Regions from separate parts of the Mus musculus genome. Here all the other regions are linked to region 1. Evidence: chromatin contacts called from public Hi-C and HiChIP or PLAC-seq data. All regions are on one chromosome and are shown on one strand. Each heading gives the region's core, a stretch centred on a gene start, on an enhancer-like site or on the middle of the called end of the contact. The rest is flanking DNA. Distances are from core to core; before and after follow the strand shown.

Evidence for each region. A called contact is a pair of places that touch in the nucleus more often than the background predicts. HiChIP or PLAC-seq counts read pairs in DNA pulled down with a chosen protein or histone mark.
Region 2: a contact with region 1 is called in an H3K27ac HiChIP or PLAC-seq map of the NIH/3T3 cell line, with 2.9 times the contacts expected there. The contact joins two enhancer-like sites. A contact is called at or near these places in 2 of 15 datasets of contacts at CTCF or cohesin (both in the NIH/3T3 cell line), 3 of 484 Hi-C or Micro-C datasets (granulosa cells and uterus) and 2 of 115 datasets of contacts at active chromatin or transcription factors (the NIH/3T3 cell line and fibro-adipogenic progenitors).
Region 3: a contact with region 1 is called in a Hi-C map of uterus, with 2.6 times the contacts expected there. The contact joins two enhancer-like sites. A contact is called at or near these places in 9 of 484 Hi-C or Micro-C datasets (the N1E-115 cell line, brain, embryonic stem cells and 3 more) and 1 of 115 datasets of contacts at active chromatin or transcription factors (astrocytes).

Annotation. Positions count from the first base shown.
Region 1 is chr3:151,890,244-151,893,219 of GRCm38.p6, forward strand. All of the region lies in intron 2 of Gm31596 (a long non-coding RNA gene), which reads right to left. Among named protein-coding and RNA genes, the nearest start is that of Gm31596, 20 kb to the right of the region's middle. Within about 2 kb of position 1,593, at least 120 of the 459 cell types and tissues checked have an H3K27ac peak or open chromatin away from gene starts, as enhancers often do. A contact at or near this core is called in the NIH/3T3 cell line and uterus, where this site is marked.
Region 2 is chr3:152,028,023-152,031,193 of GRCm38.p6, forward strand. No RefSeq gene overlaps it. Among named protein-coding and RNA genes, the nearest start is that of Gm31739, 41 kb to the left of the region's middle. Within about 2 kb of position 1,334, at least 15 of the 459 cell types and tissues checked have an H3K27ac peak or open chromatin away from gene starts, as enhancers often do. A contact at or near this core is called in the NIH/3T3 cell line, where this site is marked.
Region 3 is chr3:152,065,576-152,068,546 of GRCm38.p6, forward strand. No RefSeq gene overlaps it. Among named protein-coding and RNA genes, the nearest start is that of Gm31881, 17 kb to the right of the region's middle. Within about 2 kb of position 1,271, at least 10 of the 459 cell types and tissues checked have an H3K27ac peak or open chromatin away from gene starts, as enhancers often do. A contact at or near this core is called in uterus, where this site is marked.

The DNA.
Region 1 (2,976 bases), core at 343-2,842:
CATCCCAGATGCCACTGGACACCATGGAAGAGCTGATAACAAAATGGGGGTGGCTACCAGGGGTGGCTCTGTAGTCCCCAGGGCCAAAGGGGAGAGAGGGGTGGTTCCCGCGCAGGCAAGAGTCCTTGGTCCCATCAGTGGCTGGAGCTCAGGAAGGTCTTCTGGCGGGAGGTTAGACGCAGCTCGTTAGGGGAAAGCTTATTCCATCATTCAAGTATGGAGGGCCGAGACAGTCTATGGTTTTAGAGCTTTATTGTAGAAAGGCAGGGAGAAAGAGAGAAGGTAGAAAGAGGAAGACCAGCCATGGCCACGTGGAGAGAAGGGGGGAAGGGAGGGAGAGAAGGATGGCTAGAGAAGAGAGTAAGAAAAGTGAGAGCTTAAAAAAAGAGAAGAGGGGCCAAGCAGCTCCTTTTATAGTGGGCTGGGCTACCTTGCTGTTGCCCGGCAACTATGGGGCAGAGCACACCTGGCTATAGTCAGGTAACTGTGAGGGTGGAGTCTAGCTAGAACGCTAGGAGCTTGGTGCTTTGTCTGCGTGACTGATAGTCACAGAATTATGGAGTTGGAAGCTCTGTGGTGTCAGGCATCTGTCTTGGGAATGTGGGTCAGTGGTTTGTCCCTTGTAGAGTTTTCTACTGGGTCTCCGGAGGAAGCCGCATTCATCCAAAACAGGCTGCCCACAGAGAAGAAAGGTCAAAGGAAAGGGGAAGACAATGATTTAAGAAACTTAGCAGTGTCAATTAACAGTTAGACAATGTTTTGTGAATCTTTTAAGAATGCCACCCACATCTTTGCTGTGTAATTCTCACTAAGTCTGTGTTCTCTCTCTCTCTCTCTCTCTCTCTCTCTCTCTCTCTCTCTCTCTCTCTCTCTCAACTCCTGTGCTTAAATCCATGACTGTCTTAGTAAACCCCAAAATTCCTCAAAAACAAAAAACAAACAAACAAAAAAAAACCAGTAAAATATTATCTCACTGTAGCCAGAATAGCTACAAAAGGATAAAAACTGTGTATCAATGAGGGTGTGAATAAAGGATCTTTGAACACTTTTGGTGGGAATGAAAATTTTTAGGGTAGGGGAAACTTTGAGAGCTCCAATGATGTCCTCCTCCTTAGAAACTCAGAGAGATGGGAAGACCTGCTGAGCAGTTACTGCTGCAAGAAATCCAAGCCTATCCTCTGTGAGGGCCAGGAGTTTCCATGGTAACAGAAACTAGTAAACCATGGTTTTCAAAGCAAAAGGTAAAAATTTCAAATTAATATGACTTGGTTGTGAATCTGTCGGTTCTTCAAGTTACATGAGGCCTTTAAGAGGAGAAAAGTTTCTTTCAGCTCTCAGAATTTCTTTTGAGGTTTTCGTTTTTCTCTCAATGTATTCAATTTAAGATACTTAGTATATTCCTAAAAGTGCATTCTTTTCAATCTCTTACCTAAATGCGTATAGATGAATCAATAATTCATCTGTTCCATACTAAGGGCTCATAGAGAAAAGAAAGAACACCCAAGTTCTTTTGCCTAGTCATTCTAATCAGCCCCAAAACCTCAGGCTGAGCCGGCTGAGCCAAGCACAGATCAATACAAATAAAACATCGCAAGAGGCTTGGCAGGGTTCCCTGGTGGTGCATGAATATTTTCCACTCAGCAAGGCCAGCCCCACCGCTGCTTGGCTGTTCCGACTCTCCTTGCAATCAAAGCCCAGCATCTGGAAACAATCACCGTCCTTCTCCAGCATGTTAGTCCTTAGAGGGCTCAAGAAAACAGACAAAATAAGAAGCCCCCAAAGATGTCTGAGTCACTTAGAAAATTAAGTTGTAAAAAGTACTCTTTCTTCCCTCTGCACTTGGAGTTAGGAAGCAGGGGCAGGCACCAGCTTGCTCAGAGAGTTGCCTTTTAGCATTCAGGTCTCATAAATCTTACAGACTTCTACTGACACTGGCAGTGTTAGGAACAGCCTCTCAGTTAATCATTAGACGTCAGCTTTAAGCAATGCCAAATGTTGCTGTGGGATCCTAAAGTCGTCATTGGCTCTAGGTTGTGGTAGCATCCATGCTAAGAAGCCCCGTGAAACAAAAAAAAGGGAACCAGAGCTCTGTGGTCCAATCAGAAAGACCTGGACTCTCAAGCCCAGCTCCACTATGTAGTAGTCTGGTCACTTTTAGATACTGGGTTCATTCATCTACAACAGAGGATGAAGGGGGATAGCTTGAAGGTGCTGGAAATGTCTCATGGATCGTTCTCAGTCCAGCCTAGCATCGGAGGCACAGTGTGTATTCAGTAAGTGCCCGTTGAATTAAAAACTTTACGTGTTTCAACATTTCAGGCAAAACAATACAAAGGAATGTTGAATAAAATGTTCAAGATGAAGCCATTAAGAATATCAACAGTAACCCCAGCTCAGGTCAGAAACTGTCACTTAGACAGAAGAAACCCATCCTAGCACAGGGCAGTGTCCCCTCAAGTCAATCACTGGAGTAATTGGATGACTGGGTTCTAAAGGATGAGGCCACCATACTCTTGGGTTACCTTTGTAGGCTCAAAATCACATACTCAGAATAATAGTACATCCTAGCTTTAAAAATGGGACCATCAACATTACTGGTGGGTCAATGACAGAAGTGGAGACATTTGTCAGACCAAATTCCTGGGGTAAAAAGCTAAAAGAGAATGGGCAAGAAAAATGGTAGAAAAATATAGCCAACATCAAGGAGCCCTCTTCAGGATTCATTGACAAGAACCAGAGAAAGCAGTACTGCTACCCTGGCCTTGTAGAGCAGAAATGATGGCTTCAGAGGCTGATGCTCTTACTTAACCCTGAAAGGACTTGTAGAGGAATCCTGTCAGTCAGGGTTCAGTCTAATACAGAGGTCATAGCTTCGACTGCACTTCTGTGGCAGCTTTACATGTAGAAAATAACTCTGCACTGTTTTATGTGAATACATGGATGTAAATGGGCAGAGGTGAAAATGATGGCCTAATC
Region 2 (3,171 bases), core at 84-2,583, 140 kb after region 1:
ATCCCAGAGGCTGGACATTAAGAAAACATATACATTTCTTCCAGAGGACCTGAATTTCCACCCCAGCACTTATACTTAGCAGCCCACAATGGCCAGTAACTCCAGCTCCAGGGGATCTGATGCCTTGGTCCTCCATGGGCACTGGCATGCACATGCACTTATCTGCACAGAGACACACATACACACATAATTAATTCTAGAGAAGGTTAATAGGAAAAGGGATGTGGGTTTGTTTTAGAAGTGACCTTCTTTCTCCCTTACCTCTGGTCAGTGGGCTAGAGAAGAGGTTAAAGAGTTTGAGAATCCTAAATAAAGTAGGTTTTGAAAAATCTAAGCCTACAGTCGGTCAGTCTATCTGTCTATCCATCTCTCGCTCTTCTTCTTCTTCTTTTTTTTTTTTTTTTTTTTAACAGTACCCATTCTGAGCCATTCCACCCAGGGTGAGATGCTATCTTGTGATTTTTATTTATATTCTTCTGATTGGTAATGTTCTCTGTTTGCTCATGTACTTGTTGACAACTTGCATGTCTCTTCTGAGAGTTGTTCACACAAGTCACCAAAATAGAGACTCAACTAGAAACCCACAGATAAGCCAGGCTAGGACTAGTCCACAGTGACACATTCATGGAATTGTATGATGATATTATGTGCACCCATAGTGTGATTTAATTTTAGTCTCATCATATGCAAGAATCACAGTAAAATAACTAAAAACAAGATTTAGAAAGTCATTAAGAAATCCCACATTTTTCTAAGTCGTGCCAGTGATCTCAGTACTGAGGAGGTGGAGGCAAGAGAACTATGAAGTTCAAGGTCATCCTGCTCTATAAAGCAAGATGACAGGGAGAGGGAGGAAGGGAGGGAGAGAGGTCAGGAGAGGGCAGGAGATGGGAGGAAGGGAGGAGGAGGAAGGTAGCAGAGAGGGAGGAAAGAAGAGCCTTGTTTTACTAATATGCCTTTTGCAATCCTGTCCTTTCCTTATTCCCTGCCACTGTGCTATCATGTCTGACTTCAAAGCTGGGGGGCAGGGAGGGTCAATCCTCCTGCACCATGAGGCTGTTGCCCAGTCTTCCTTTCCTTTCTGAGAACTCCATCATGGCAAACAGCCTAGCATCCCCTCTATAAAAAGGAATCTTGGGAGGGAGGGAGAGGTTTGATTCACTTGGGCTGAGGAGGGATCGGTCACTGGGGGAGGGGCACCCCACACTGTCGCTTTTGTCGCATCACAAACACCTCTTGTAGTTTTGGTTTCCATCACGTTGTCATGAGGCTTTACAAGTCGGTGACTGTCCCTGTGTCACCTCCATTACTGTGATACAATCACTAACAAAAGTAACTCAGGGGAAAAAAAGGTTTACTGAACTCACAATTTGAGGTCACACTGCATGACTCAGTCACATCATATCTAAGGGCAAAGACAGAAATAATTCATGCCTGCCTGGTCCGCAGCTCATTCTCACTCTCCCTAGATAAGCCAGAGCCCAACCTAGGGTATGGTACCTCCCAAAGTGGGCTGGGTCTTCCCACAACAATTATCCTAATTAAGAAAAGTCCCTCCTAGGAATGCCCTAAGGCCAACCTGATGTACACATGCTCTACGAGGCTCTCTCATGCTGTGATTCTAGACTGTGGAAGGCCCATCATTAGAGCTAACCATCACAGTCACCAGGAGAAAAAGTGTGGAGGGAGGTGGAGATATGATTGTGCACAATTAGAGCAAGGCCATCTTCCCACTCTCTAATAGCCTAACCACAGACAGATGACCACACTGTGGTTATCTGCCCTGATAACACCCAGCCACAAACCAGCAAATGCAGGCAGAAGAGACTTCAAAAGAAGCAAACGAAGTGGCTGGCCCTGCCTAAAAAGGCACAACTCCTGTAAACAAATGTGCTCTGCTTTGAGCATGAGCCACTAAGCAATCCCAAGTAACTTGCTGCTGCGTTAGGTCACTCACCCATCAGTGGGGAATATTTTCATTCCAATCAAATAAGAAGCTAATGAAGCTATGTAAATAGTGGTTCCATCACACCACTAACCTGCTATGTTGGGGCCACTCTGAGCTCTTTTGTGGTAAGACTCAAAAGAAATAAAACCTAGAGTGGAAGATGGAAAAGAAGAGGCCCCAACCTTACTCCCTTCCTCAGCAATTTTATCGCCTCCAAGTCCTGAAGGAATGTGTTTCCCTCAGAGGTCTCATCTCACCTCTGCCACAGACTGAATTCAATCATCCCAAGTGCCTTCTTGCTACAACTCTCCACTACAGATTGCAAAAATCTAGGAAACTGGGATCTTCTTTTTTTTTTTTTTTTTTATGTTTTCTAGGTGCCTAGAAATGTTCTACCTAACAGTTAGGTAAGTGGGTGAGCACTCACAGAAAAGCTGGGGTTGTGATTCAGTGCTGCAGTATATTACATCCCAGAATGACTATATCTAAGTGATTTCCTATAACTTAGAGCCTGGGTAGTTCTCCAAAGATGCTATTTCTAAACAGCCAAAGGTTAAGTCATTTTGTTTCCTAGAAAAACAGTGGGGGTAAAACAGGAAGTCAGTGGCAAATTGGGAAGAAGAAGCTTTACCCATTCCTCAGCCATGTGTGGAAGAATATTCTCATATTATCTGACCTTTGATGGGGAACTTCCCAAACTGCCTCTAACTCCGTTCCATCCAGCAAACCTCTCTGAATCATTCAAGAGCCATGTTGGTGTGGGAAGTTATTGCAGCAATGTTTTTCTTAAATATTGCAAATGTTTCAACATCTCAGAGACGCTGCTCATGGCTTGAGTCTCCTGCATCTGAACATATAAAAATCCAACACCTGAAATTCTTTAGGTTAAGCAAAACAATTGAGCCATCTACGAACTCACCTGCATTTGGACCACCTACCAGTCTGGATAGATACGGGTTTGATGGCTCCCCAAGAAATTATTAAGAGTCCCCAGGTTCTGATCTAGAGAGATCTCCTTCCTTAACCACCTCTCACATGACCTTACACACCAAAACAGCTCAGAGACTCACGACAAGAGAATAAATGACTGCTGTCTGACCAGCCTAAAATGGGACAACATTCCTCCAAGGCTCAGAAATATTGTGACAGGTTGGGAAGAAAGCCTCTGTAAGGCCCAGAGAACGAGCTGGAGTGGTGTCTCCCAAGCAAGGCATGGCCAGTGC
Region 3 (2,971 bases), core at 21-2,520, 180 kb after region 1:
GCTGCTTCACCTCCCCTCAGAAAAGAGCAGGTCTCCCAGGGACATCAACCAAACAGGGCATAAAACACGCTACAGTAAGACCAGGCGCATATTCTCACATCGAGGCTGGATGAGGCAACTCAGTAGGTGGAAAGAGGCCCCAGTGGCAGGCACAAAAGTCGGAGACAAACGCATCTCCCTCTATTAAAAATCCTACAAGAATACCAGCTACATGATCATAACATATACGCAGAAGACTGCCTGTCTGTGTACTAGATGCTGTCTGCGGAGATCTGTGGGGCTCTGGCCCCTCCAGAGCAGCCAAAGAGTTGTATTTTCCAAAGGGGAAGAGGAGTCAGTCTTACACTGCAGGACACTGTGCTGGTAGGTGAGGGTTGGAAGTGGGGAGATATCAGATGTAGGCCAGCTGTCTGCTGGGTCTTTTCAGCAGCTGCTACTCCAGAGGAGCCCGCTGAGAAGTTGAAAAGGCTCCAGGGGAGAGTATCTCTTGCCCAAAGTGTTACAGCTCTATACAGCAGACACTCAGACAGTCCTTGACAAAATAACGAGTACTTTATTCCTGTCGACAGGGTCTTATATACACTTTGGGGTGGATTGGGGTCTAAGAGCAGATGCTTTCTGTTGGCTTACCCCGAGATGTTAAGGATGCCTCATCTGCCTGTGCATGGTCACCGTCCTCTCCGTGGGGTGTCACAGTCATGTGTTCTAGCACAGAAATCTGGTCCAGAGTAGATGAAACACCTACCATATGCAGGTATGAGGGTCCCGGGGTTTCTGAATCCACTCGACCTTACCAAGTTGTCTGGCATGGTCCGCTGCACCACAGAGGACTTAGGTCAGACCCATACAGGCAGGAGCCCTGATCTCTGTGAGCCCGCTTGAGTCCTGGAAGATTGGTGTCCCACATGACTTCTAAAGTGGTGCTTCATGTACGCTGAAATATAAACAAAGTCCTCCATCTACATTGACCAATGTAGCGCCTACGGGTGTGTTCAGTTCACCGCTCATGCGCAAAATCCTCTTCTTCACAGGGAATGGTGCTAATACTTTAGATTGTGAAAACCAGGTTAGCTACCTTTCTTATGTGCCTATGTGTTGTGTATTAGATTCTTATGTATCTTACCAGCACACCTACCCGATTGGTTAAAAACAAAAAACAAAACCACATGAAACCATTGTCTCGTCCCTTTTGTCCAGATCGTCACTATCTCCTGAGATTTCGCTCCTCAGCATCTCTCAAAGCCACTCACGCCTGTCTCCATTTCAACCATATCGCCATCTTCTGGTTGTAGAAAGCTGCAATAATCGCCCCTCACAGTGGCCCTGCTCCCACTGTCGCTCCCTCAGTCCGTTCTGCAAAGCCAGGTGTTCTTTCTAGACTCTGTAGCTCTCCGTTCACCCTTGCTGAGCTCCGACAAGCCAGGGGCTGCTTGCCCCTCCCAAAACTGGTACTTCCCGAGGCTGTGTGTTCACATTCTCCCTCGCCTCTTGATGTAGCTGCTCCTTTGCTTCAGCCATTCACTATCTCTTCTTAACCTGGACTTAAAAGAAGACCCATCCCCCACGGGAACAGGCAGAGCTGCAGATCAGACCTTCCCAAAGAAGGGATGTCTTCCCCTAAAAGCCATTTTAGCGGGCAGCCCAGAGAGCTCAGACTCTGCAGGCAGACTGTAGTAGAGGCAGAGACCTGCCCCGAAACTCAACAAGTTATTTCTTGTGCCCTAAGAGGTCTGGATGAGGGCACAGATGCCACAGGGGCAGCACCTCCCCACAGAAATGAGGAGGGTGTCAGAGAAATGGGGGCTCACCCTCCCGGTGTCAGCAAGGCCGAGCGAATCTCCCTTCACGTACACTACTGTAGCTGGCCCGGTGTTCCCTTAAACAAGTTTCTAGAAGTGGGACAGAGTCGGAGCAAAGGGCAGCTCTGAGCCTTTTCATCCACGTTATCAATCAGCAGACAGCGCACAGATCTCCGTTCCCTACAGCAGTGGAGGAGGGCAGCCATTCCTTCACACTGGGCTGGGCTGACCGGGTTAGATGATGCCTCCTTATTGGTTCAGTTGGAATTCTGTACCATTGAGGTCAACGCGCTTTCCACATGGTGTGCCCACTCATACACTCCCTGGCTAGTTTTCTTTCTTCTTTTCTAACTCCTTTGATAATCACCCTAGCCCATTTTTCTAATGAGATTTTTCATCTATTCTTACTCGTTTATAAAATGCAAAAAAATACTTAAGCCATCCTCCTTCACCTCAGAATTATGGCACACAGGGCAGGAGTCAGACTCACAAGCTTAATGGCATGCATGATGCTAAAAGCAATTATTTCCATATTTATCCAAGCTTGTACTTAAAGCAAAAAAAGAAAAAAAAGAAAAAGAAAAAAAGAAAGAAAGAAAGAAAGAACTTCCTTGAAAAAAAGACAGAATTTTAGAGGGGGTCAGTGTGAACAGACCATGGAAATGTTAGCCTTAACATCTATTAGTACTAAATTTTAATCTTAATTTTTAAAAATTGAATGATTATTAATACAGAAATATGAAATTTTGTTACAGATATACTTTATTTAAGACATGTTGAAGGCATGGAGATCTGAAACTCATGAGAAAAAAAATCTGATCGTAATCTCTTGCCTTCTCTATCAAATGGAGCCACCATCAGAGAGAACTGGAGATAACTTTACCAAGCAAAGTAAGCCAGACCCAGACAGACAAGTGCTGTCCACTGTGGGATATAGTGAGAGCCCTCCACAGTCTCATGAATCAATTTTCACAATAAAATGCCCTGATATATCTGTGTATGTCTGTATATAACCTATTTGTTCTGTTTCTATGGAGAACCTGGGTAATATTGGGTTCATTTGTGGGGGAGACTAGGTAGTTAGCAATAGGATTTATATGATATCATCAAGACTGGGGAATTTGGGCGCTCTTCCAGGGGAAAGGGAGAAATGGAGAATGAGCATATTCTAG